2 separate regions of the Columba livia genome follow, and region 1 is linked to region 2. The links are chromatin contacts, called in public Hi-C maps. All regions are on one chromosome and are shown on one strand. The core of a region is the stretch at or near the end of the contact, and the rest is flanking DNA. Distances in the headings are between cores, read along the strand shown.

Region 1 (5,231 bases), core at 109-2,608, 110 kb after region 2:
TCTACAATTCTATTATTAACACAGAGCCCACGTGGACACTCCTCTAAATATTTTGCCTTGAGTGCATACCTGCAGCTGTGGCACTGGGCGGGATCCCAGCACGGGTCCACACACGGCTTAGTGATCCCAGGGTGGGCAACTTTGACAGCATCTCGCGCTGAACCCCTGGCCATTGTACATCAACACTGATGATTTTCGTAGCACTTTCCTCCAGAAGGCAGTTTATTCTGGCTGCTTTGTTTCAAGCTGCTCGCATCCATCGCTCCCTGCACCCTCAGCAAATGCAGGGCTGGTTTAGAGCCTCTGCCCTAGGGACTGCATCTCAGCAGTGTTGCATGTATGCACTACAGTTTCAGTATTATACTTTGGGACTGCTCGGAGCAAAATGCATAAAATGCTAATGTATTACTAGACTCCTACAATATTTTTAAATAGCACCTCTGGTATATGGAACTATTTTATAAGCAAGTCAGTGTTCTATGACACCAAAGATTTTTATTTTATCTTTTAAAGTTTAAATATCACAGAAAAGTGGGTGTTGATAGGATCTGCCAGCAGCACAAACAAAATGTATAAATCCAGACTAGAAATGAAATTATCTCTTCACAATGGGGAAATTAAGGCAAAACAACAGAAAAAAAAAATCCACAACATACAGCAGCTTACACGTATCGAACAAGCAGGTAGAACAAAGAATTTAAAGCACATTTGGACATGCCCTTCTTCAGGCAACGTGTCAAAACCACTACTTCTCCCCTTCTCCTTGACAGACGGTACGACTGGGCCCAAAGCCACACCACCAAGTTGTGATCCTGGCAAAACCCACAAGGTAAACAAGGCTGGGCACAAAGTGTGACTGGATGGGAGGCATGCGAGTGCAGAAGGATGAGATGCTGGCAATTGAGCAAGCAGCACAAACTGCTCTGAAACAATGCTCCAGTGCAATGCCAAGAGTGCTCTGGAGGTAAACGCTATGTAGTCAGGGCTGTATTCATCGCCAGCTGGGGCCCTCATGTGTTTAAAAGGTTAAACGCTTCCAATTTCCTGGGCAAATCCCAATTTTGTTCACTTTTCTTCAAGCTACTAAAAAAACCCAACCAACCAAAAAAAACAACCAAAACAAAACACAACCAAAAAGCCCACAAAACCACCCCCAAACCCAAACAAAAAAACAACCAACCAAACAAAACCAAACACCACAAACCCTCAATTATTCAGTTAACATTTAGTGAATTTTGTTTTCTTCTGTGCTGCTAGTGTAGCACAAAGATGCAAGAAAGTGCTACTGTGCTCTTTTGCAAGACAGGATATCTTTCATGAGTACCAAACCACCTATACATGTGCTTTGTAAGAGCAGCTGATTCCCTCAGAGCTAAAAAACACCGACTAGATGCAAAGTCACATTATTTGAGCACTTTCTTTTGTTTTAGCATTGTGTAGTGGAACCATCTGCATGAGACCCAATCAATAATCAAAGCCAGCCACAGTCAGATGACAAATCTCGCTGCTGCTGCAGGTTTAAATGTCAAATTACCAATGCCATTTGAATTGTGGTTCTCTTTTAACTTCAGATCAAAGCTAACATAGCCGGGAAGACAATGCTTTCCACCCTCCGCCTTCCTCCCCCTCCTCGCTGCTCTGAAATCATCTGTCTCCAAGCCAGAAGTCTAAATGGAGTGTAGGGCGAGTTCAAAACAGAGAAGGTTGACGGGAGTCTACTGCCAATTCCGCTCTGCAGTCACAGCTTGCTCCCACAGCTCCATTAGCTGCCTGCAATCAAGGGCTGCCGACTCAGTCCTGCTTGCTGTCCAGGTTTAATAGGTTCAGCTAGTTAATGAGCAATGGCTAGATTGCATTCCAAGACTCCACATCATTCACAAAGCAATTAAGTGTACACTCCTCGGTCTCCTCCAGGAGCCAGAGTGCCTCGTTCTACTGAGAGGATAAATGCAAGCCACGATTTTTGAAACTGAATAGTGCGACACAGTGGGAAACCATCAGAATATTCACCTTCTTTAAGTATCAAGCTGAATGCATCGTTCCTTTTCCACCAGCCTCTGAAGGGCTCCCTTACCTGTACACCCCTGGATTACAGATCGCTCTTGCCAGATGAAGCCAAGAGCTGTAAACCACTGGGAAGCATCTCACTGAGTTGCTGACAAAGCAGGCTAGGGAGCTGCTGTGGTAAAGAAACACAAGAGATTTAATTTGAAAGCTACTGCAAAGGCAGGGGTGCCTCTTACATGTATACTTGGTATACAATCCCAGCAGAGGACTGCACGGCACCTTGCAAACAATGAGAACACTTATCTTCAGATTCACACAACTCAGAAGCTAAGTGATTTGAGCCCTCATGCATCCCTCCTGAAACCAGGACCATGCCCCTGGAGGATGGAGCTACCTTCAAGGGCAGAGGAGTGGGAAAAGCAAGCATCTTCTCTTTGACTCGTACATGCCCATTCACCCCTCCATGCTCCTGCACCTACTTTACTGCCGTTAATGTATATACCATTACTGCTCCAATGCCCCTTCGAAATGCTTGTGTCTTCTTAAGCTCCCACTTCCAGGGCAAAGATCCCACTGTTAGAGGGAGGTGACTTCTCTGGTGGTACAAAGGATCCTCAGCCTTAAGTGGTTGATTCACAGCTGGACCAAAGCTGGATCCTCAACATGCTCTTTCAGGACCACTTAGGTTTGTGGGCTGCCTTTCCCAGGCTGTGCAGCTGAACCTGATGGAGAAACTGCTGCCAAGGTCCTGTCTTTTCTGTCTGTGAAGGGACTGAAAAAACATGCTGCTTCTACCTTACACCAAACATTAGGAGCGATGATCACAGAGCTAGTAAGTAGATGTTAGCCACATCTAGAGGACAAGGAAAGAGATGCTGAGCATAAATTCTTCTCTCCTCATCCCACGTACAGCACTCACACATGAGACTTACAAAAGCCTGGATACTTACTGGTTTATAACATCACTACTAAAAAGAAAAGAACAACAACAAAAAAATCTCAAACACTCAAGATCCCTTCACAAACTTTTTCTGTAAAACCAGGCATTAAATAAATATAACTTGGACAAAGGGATCTTCCCAATTTTTAAGAATCGGATTAGCCAATCACTAAACTCACATGGATTCAGCTTATCTGAGTGAAGACACAAAGAAGTATCCACTATCTAAAGTGGAAATGAGTTTAAGGACACAAAAATACTTCTTCAGTCTTTTACCAGAAAACTCATTATTAAACTTTAAAAAACAGACTGACACAATAACACGGACTGGTTGTTCTACTTTAAATGCAAAACCTTGGTATGGAAAGGAAGCACAGCTGAAGAGATATGTTTTTTTTTTTTCTATTATTCTCTGTTTCCTTCGCGCATGCCAGTCAAAACTATAAAATACTTGTGGGAGAAAAGCACAAGGCACGGTTTCACATTCCAGAAGATCTGTTTCCATGTGCTGCATACAAGCCAGGCGACCACCCAGGAAAGTCGGGCAAACACGAATTGGCCCACCAGTGCTGCAACTGCACACTAGCGGCGCTTCTCCATCAATGCTTTGCCCTTTATTTGTGACGAGAGGTAACCACCAAGCATTACGAGCGGCCAAGCCTGCGGCAGGGTCACCTCTGTGTCTGCTCTGAAATAATACTAAGGAGCAGCTCTGCATTTTCTCCTCTTGACAAGCTGTGCCAAGCTCAGATGGGGTGCTAAAATATTTTGAATGTACTATCCATGAGAAAAAAAATAAAATAAAAAAAAAAGTAGATAATCTTAATAAAGGAGCCTGCAATATGAACAGCTCTTATCTTCTCAAACCCTTCCATCCCCTGTCCCTTTGCTCTCCATCATAACACTTTTGCCCCAGTATTACTAAGGAAAGGTGAGCAATGGTGGGTCATCTGTAGTCTTGGGAAAGGGTATAGCTAGCTATTTCCCCTCCTTGGAGCCCACGACTATGTTATTTTCTTTTCATACATTGATCACAGAAAGATGTGGTAACTGTTTCAGAGTCACTGAGAAGAAATCAGTCTCTTGGCGGCCAAGCTGGCTGAGAAACTGCTGGCTGGAGCAACAGAAGTAGGCATGACTTGTCTTTCACAAAGCAGAAGGCATTTGTTTTTAGTTAACTGGGCAAAGGGTGGTAAAACTCAGCCAAGTATTTATTTACTGGACTGGTGTGACTGCAGCGGGAGAGGAGGGCGAGATGTGTGTAAGGTTTTTGTAATCCCAACCTTGGAAGGGAGGTAAGTGAACTTTGGTTTCACTGTTGGAGTAAAATAACACAGAAAGCCTGTGGTATGAGATGTAGAAACATTGATTTATAAAAGGGATGTTCTGTCAGGGCGTGGGGGGAAAACCAAAAACAAGTCTTTAGCGCTTTTCTAAGACGATTACCTTTACTACATCTGTTGGACATTACTTTCTGTCAGTTCAAGACATCTGAGAGCCCGAGGAGGTAACAAGCTGCTAGTGAGGCTGTTGCTTTGCAGGAACCACGCTGTCGTTTCAGCAGTGAGGAATGCTGACCGTATCCTGGCTGATGCTGAAGCAGACCCCTCTGATCTCTCCAGTGGGAACCTCAATTAAATTTAACGAAAGTAACAAGTATTAACAGGGCCTTACCTAGTATCAACACAAACTAATGCTCAGCTGTGTTACTACTGGATGATACTTCAGTACACGCCAACATGTGGCCCCACCAGCTGTGACCTTATCTCTCAGTCGTGTCCCCCAGCTCGGTCCAAGAGTAACATGGGAAGGATGGGCAATTAGAGACCCCAGCTCTGGATTTATATCAGCTCAGGTAAACATCACAGTATCACAGTATGTTTGGGATTGGAAGGGACCTCAAAAGATCACCTAGTCCAATCCCCCTGCTGGAGCAGGAACGCCTAGGTGAGGTTGCACAGGAACATGTCCAGGTGGGTTTTGAATGTCTCCAGAGAAAGAGACTCCACAACCTCCCTGGGCAGCTTGTTCCAGTGCTCTGGCACCCAAACATGACTGACTTTCAGAGCGTGGCAGGGTAAAAACATGTGGAGGCCTTCCACCAGGGACGGTACCAGCTTAGGATCCTGCAGTGGCTCACTGGACATGTGGCAAGGAGCAAGAAGCAAATACAAAGAGGAAAAAGCAGATGACCTTGTAGTGCTTAGCTGGAGCTGTCAGGCAACAGTTAATACTGAGGAATCTTGCAATTCTGTTTATATTCTTTCACCACAAGCAGGTGTTG
Region 2 (5,797 bases), core at 1,610-4,109:
CGTCTGAAGGAAGCTGAAGCAGGAGTCCTCCAGGTTGTGCATGCGCAGGAACTCGGCGCAGTGGATGACCTCCTGGATGTTTTCTCTGCTGAGTAACAGCTTAGCAGTGTAGGCAAACTGTAACAATGGACCAAATCCCCTGACAGTGACCTGCAAAAAACAGAGAGAGAAATTGCCAGTGTTACCATCAGCTCTTGCTGTCATCCCAAGTCCTTTATTGTGTACTTAGATAACCTAACAGATCTAGTGTCCAGAAATAAATCCTGCTCAGTGCCATTTATTGGTCTATCAGGTCAGCAACAACGGTACATCCAGTAGCTAGCACTGCACCCTTTATCTTCCTCCTGTACATCATTGTACAGGTTGAGCTCAGCATTATTTTTCCCAAATATCTTGAAGACCTGTGAACTAAGCCTCTGCTGCTGCAATAAAAGACTACAAAACCAAGCTGGTTTGGATGCTGCTAATTCTTGGAAGGATCTTACTTTAACTGTTATGCAGCCCACCACCCCGTAAGTACCAATTCAAATTCGATTCTTCTGCCCCAGTGGAAGCTCTAGTGAACAGTAGTTTCAAGTGTAAGATACCCTTTAAATACTAAAAGTGTCTTGGGAAGGAAACATTTAGTATTATAGAAGAATTCACAGAAAATATCTTTCTGCCTCTTTCAAGGGCAAACTGGTTCCTCTTTTTCTTCTCAGATTTTTGCAAGTCACTGCTGAATAAACACTGAGCAAGTAATGACTGCATAGCTCTTTTCTCCATCTCGTGGAGTTCATTCCCCTTATACCATTCCTGATTTCATTGAGTCTGAGGTACAGCTAACAGGAAAGAAATCCATATTCATAGTACAAGTGATATAAATCACTCTAAGTCCCGTCTCAGTTCATAATTTCCCACCATTTTCTTTGTAGAAAGAGTAACAACTTTCCAGGAGAGTGATCTCCAGGTCTGAGTTATGCACCACTACTTGTCCTTTTTTCTTTTCATACCATCTATGCAATATTTTACATTCTCATGTCATATACTGAAAAACAGACACTTCCTCTCCCCAGAATTTTACAGTGACATCTTCACATATACCTATCAAATAACTTGCTAAGGCACATGGTAAACTATAGATACTGTCTAATTTTTGACCAAAAATGCACTGGCACTAACTTCTGTTGCATTTTTTTCCCCCACAATGTGCAGGAAACAAATGTACTAGAAAAACTCTATTCTTCATGAAGCAGCAAGAACCTGCTTCAAAACCAGGGCTCACCATCAAGGATAAAGCTTTCCCGATTGAGTGCTTTGGCCACTAAGTTGAGACCTAGGAGACCACAACTCAATTTCCTGCTGCATCAAACACGTTCTACACAACCTCGGCAAGTCCATTGAGTCTTGATTCACCAAGACACCTTTTTGCCTTGCTTGCAAGTGGTATTCACAAATCTGAGTTCCCTATGTTTTGCATACCAGTGAGAGGCATCTAGATGGCATTCAGAGCATCCAAACACCTACATGTCTGTGCAGAGCCTGCAGTCTGCTTCTGGCCACAGATATCTCTGGTAGATGTTCCCAGCTCAGTTTCTTCTTTAAAAAAAAACAAGAAGAGGAGGTACTACTGTCCCCTTTTTGTAAAATGGCCTAAAGATGAGAAGAGGGGCCTAGAAAGTAGAAATCAGGTCCCTTCCCCAGGCTGTGTGGGTTCAGACTCACAGTTCCCAGCTCCTCAGAAGCATATGCTATTTAGTGGGTATGGGATACCCTGAAGGTGAGCTGCTTTTCCCTGTCCTTCCAGTTGGATTAACGCCACTGAGCAAGAAGTTGCTCGAGAGGTTGGTGAGACATCAGGCCATGAATTTGTGATGGGTCTTGTTCGTGATTAGCATAAATCTTGAGTGAATAATTTGGTTCATCCCAATGAAAAGCCTATAAATTCCCTATACTGCCTCAGGACCAGCGTTAGAGCTCACAGATTTTTATAGAAAATCCTGACTTCCAAAAACAAGCTTTTGTTATTCATAGATCTGCACATGTAATGCTGGATTATGAGATACCACAAGTCGTGCAGACTTTGATGGAGAGAAAAATATTTTAAAACACCTCCAAAATTGCTCTCAATAGCTTTTCCATACATAATATTACTGCTGTATCTGCTATTTTAAGAAACAGTGCATTTTCATGCACATACTTACATACTTGCACATTCCTGTTTTACAATGCGTCTCTGGTACAGAATTGCCTAGATTTACAGCTGGCTATTAAACCCATCTCTGCTTTATCAGTGTTACATTTTGTGCCTATTTGTTAGATTATCAGCTCACTAAAGGCCTATCTGCATTTTATCTATGCAGCATGATTAACAAAATTGCTCGGGAACTTAATGAGCTACTCGCAGGCTGATGTTCCTCTTTGATAAGATCTTCAGTGTGGGGGCTTACATATTCCTACACATCTTGTCAGCTCCGCAGCAGCGTAGGTCTGTAGGAGAAACCATAAATACCACCTGGGGTTTTGGGGTCCATTTTTGATGAGGAGGGACTGCAGAGCACAAACCCAGCTCTCCTGGCAGTTGTGTCACTTGGCCACTAGGTGGAACGGCTGGAAAGCAAATTAAAATAATTTTCCATGCGGGGCCAGGGTTTCACCTGCCTGCCTACCACACACTGCAGAGCCCCAGGCTGACTCATACCAGCCCACAGCAAGGCTGTCTCCCACGCTGACTCAGGTTTTCACTCCCAATAAACTACTGTGATAACAGACAGCAGCAAGACAGCTGTTGCAGCTGTTCAGTGATGGATGCATCGGAAGCAGAGCCTGAGACTGCGCTATGGGCTCCCCATGATGCCCGGTAGGTAGATGCCTCAAGGGAAGGGTGATGAAAACGCTGGTCAAACATGCGCCTTGACTTCATTACAAGATCTTACCCAGTGACACAATTTTCCACAATCTCACAATTTTCAGATCCAGAGCAGGAAAGTTTCTTATCAAGCACCCGGAGCTTGTCATTGCCCTCAGGGAGGAATCTCTCAAGTGTGAATGCTTGAAACTGCAGAAACAATAACTTTGGTAACAAATGCATGCAAAGCTTGCTGCCAACTGTGAAAGCCAGCACAAACTCTGTTGCTTGAAGATGTCTAAATATTGATTTGGCTGCCATGGCCGGTCCCCTGCCTCAGCCCCACCAGTTTTGGGACCGCCAGCATCTGATGCATTCTGGCAGGAAGGCTGGAATCAAGGCACTGGAGCATGGCTATAAGCAGCACACACCGGGAAAGTAAAAGCTTTGAAGCTGCGTGTATTACCATCACACGCGCATTTCTGTAGGAAGAGGTAAGAACAGTCTTTTGAAATGATTTGACCTGACTGATGCATCCCAGCAAAAATAGCTAGTGAAACCAAGTTGATCTGTGTTTGCAGAAGGAAACAGATCATTTCTCTGATATAGCAGTCTCCATTTACACGTGAGAGAGACCTGGATGGGTAAAACACATGCCAGCAAAAGTCTCAGTTTATTTTTTCCCCTACTGTAAACAAGATGCCATATGTCCAAGATCTGTTTGCTTTTAGACCTTATTTTCCATATAAATGAATGTTTAACTAGGCAGGTTAAGTTGTGGGAACCTCCACTGGACACCTTGTCCAAGCGCACATGCCAAGTCAGTGCTTCCCTGCCCTCTGATCATTTGCTTTACTCCAGTTTCTACCCATTTCTATTGTTTAAATGGAATTGACTTGCCACAAGGAAACCAGGCAGAGAAAAGGTAAAACATACATAAAACTAACAATGCCCACACAGACAAGAAGAGCAGAGCAAAGATTTCAGCTTCTTGGAGGTTTGCTTTCCCTTATCTTTCAAGGCAGGCCAGAAGAGTACTCTCATGTACTTGAAACATGCCAAATACCCTGCCAAGTCTAAGGATGAATCACTTTGTTTTGTCCTCCTCCTGTCCCTGTCTGGTTTTGTATGAATTAAAAACCTTCTGCAGGCCTAGTGCACAGAGGACACGGCTACTGCAGCCTACCTAAGCCATCTGGGACATCTTGCTCTACAGCAATCCAAGAGATCAAGCACAAGGGGGTACAGGTACAGCTCCTGCCTCTGCCATGCTGCCACAGGTACTCCACGCTCAGTGTGTGCTATGGAGGTCTATGTTAATTCAGCGTAGCGGCAGTAACAAGCCTGACCACTGCTAAGGTGAAAGGAAGAAACTTCTCCGGCCCTTTATCTGCCACTTGTCTTTCAGATTGAGCTAGCTGAGCCAGGGGATGTGTTTTGTCTGTCTACGCTCTCATGAGTTTATGATACTGAGGAACGGGCTGGAAATAGTACAATGATACAATCACCGTCAAGAGAGTTGTTAATCAGCATTAGCCATATTGAATTTACTGGCAAAATACAGACAGCAGCCCTGCAGAAAATAAGCATGAGAAATCTATTTTAGTTCAGTCCGACAATGCTTTTCTCCTTATAGAGTCCGGTGGAGTGCGATGCTCTGGTTAGCTTTAATTGATTTAAGTGACCAGACTTCCACTACTTCCTATGGGAGATCATTGCCAGACTCTACTTAAAACCTCCCCATGAGGAAATCTCCCTTCCCTTATTTTCCTCCATCACCTCTCATTATATTTCCTCGATGCATTCTGGGTAATGCTTCTTCCTTCTGAAGAAGTAGTATCATCGTTGTACTCTCTGCCTTCCCTTCTTCTTTGGTTGATATTGTATCATTAATGTAAAACTGGCTAATTAAAGGAAAACAATATTGATCACTGTCAGATGGGAGAATAAGAAGATGAGATGAGAGTAAGCAATGGGAAATGCTAGTAAAGGCAGCATTACAGATGCCAATATAGAGCTTTTTTAGCACAGCATTTTTCTAGTACTGGGCACGCACTATTCTAAAATTAGGAGGAGGGTTAGCTCACTTCCACATTTGGAACATCGTAAGGGACTTCTAGGGCAGAAATTCTATTTTAAATGTAGTTGTATGCACGCCCACAGGCGCTGCGGGAGACACAGCACTGCGGCTGAACTCCCTCTGGCTCCCGACTGGATCGGGTCTTCTCCATGACAGCCGATCACACACGCTGTGGAGGCCTCCGCATTGTTTTGAACACACGGGACGTGGCCTCAGAGCACATGCAGAGGTCTGACATTTCTGTGGATGGAGCTGGACTCGCTGTGCACTGTGGAGTTCATCAGTGCATGATCATTAACTGGCTGCCCAGACTTCCAGATGTCTCAAAATCCCAGACAAATAGACAAAATCCTCCAGTTCTGCACAGACAGTATTTCTTGTGGGGGGAAAAAAGAGGTTATTTCCAAAGGAAACATGGCTGTCTGGTAACCCTGCTCCGAATGGCATCTGTATGAAAAGCTGCATCTGGAGCAGGGAAGGTCAACCAACCCCCGCAAAACGCCAGCAAATCTGAGCTCAATTTAAAGAAGGGAAAAGTGATTACGGGCAAGGAAAGATCCCTGTAAACATGTAGGAATGTAAAACTTGGCAAGGCAATATCTAAAATGGAGCGGCAGAATGTTTACAATAATCTGATGCATACTAACACATCGAGAACAGAGAAAGATTGTCTAGTTTGCTATGGAAGCTATTATTGATTGCAGTGAGAAAAAAATGAAGAAATGAAAAACTCAGGGACTTTTTCCTGACTCTTAACCTCACAGCAAATTCAGTGACATCTTGGAAGGCTTTCCTGGGAAGATGATGGATACTTGATGTCTGAGTTATTGCAAAGCAAAACTAACAAAGCATAACCTTGTTCTGGTGAGGTGTGCTTTGATAATTTGGTG

Evidence for each region. A called contact is a pair of places that touch in the nucleus more often than the background predicts.
Region 1: a Hi-C map of crop shows a contact between it and region 2, with 3 times the contacts expected there. The contact joins two enhancer-like sites. A contact is called at or near these places in 2 of 2 Hi-C or Micro-C datasets (crop and liver).

The regions. Positions count from the first base shown.
Region 1 is chr3:39,340,548-39,345,778 of bColLiv1.pat.W.v2, forward strand. The region is part of intron 2 of BACH2 (BTB domain and CNC homolog 2); the gene reads right to left. Among named protein-coding and RNA genes, the nearest start is that of BACH2, 60 kb to the right of the region's middle. Within about 2 kb of position 1,359, at least 2 of the 3 cell types and tissues checked have an H3K27ac peak away from gene starts, as active enhancers do.
Region 2 is chr3:39,230,607-39,236,403 of bColLiv1.pat.W.v2, forward strand. It overlaps BACH2 (BTB domain and CNC homolog 2), which reads right to left. Exons shown (of 8, transcript XM_065059613.1): 6 at 1-150. Among named protein-coding and RNA genes, the nearest start is that of GJA10, 35 kb to the left of the region's middle. Within about 2 kb of position 2,860, at least 1 of the 3 cell types and tissues checked has an H3K27ac peak away from gene starts, as active enhancers do.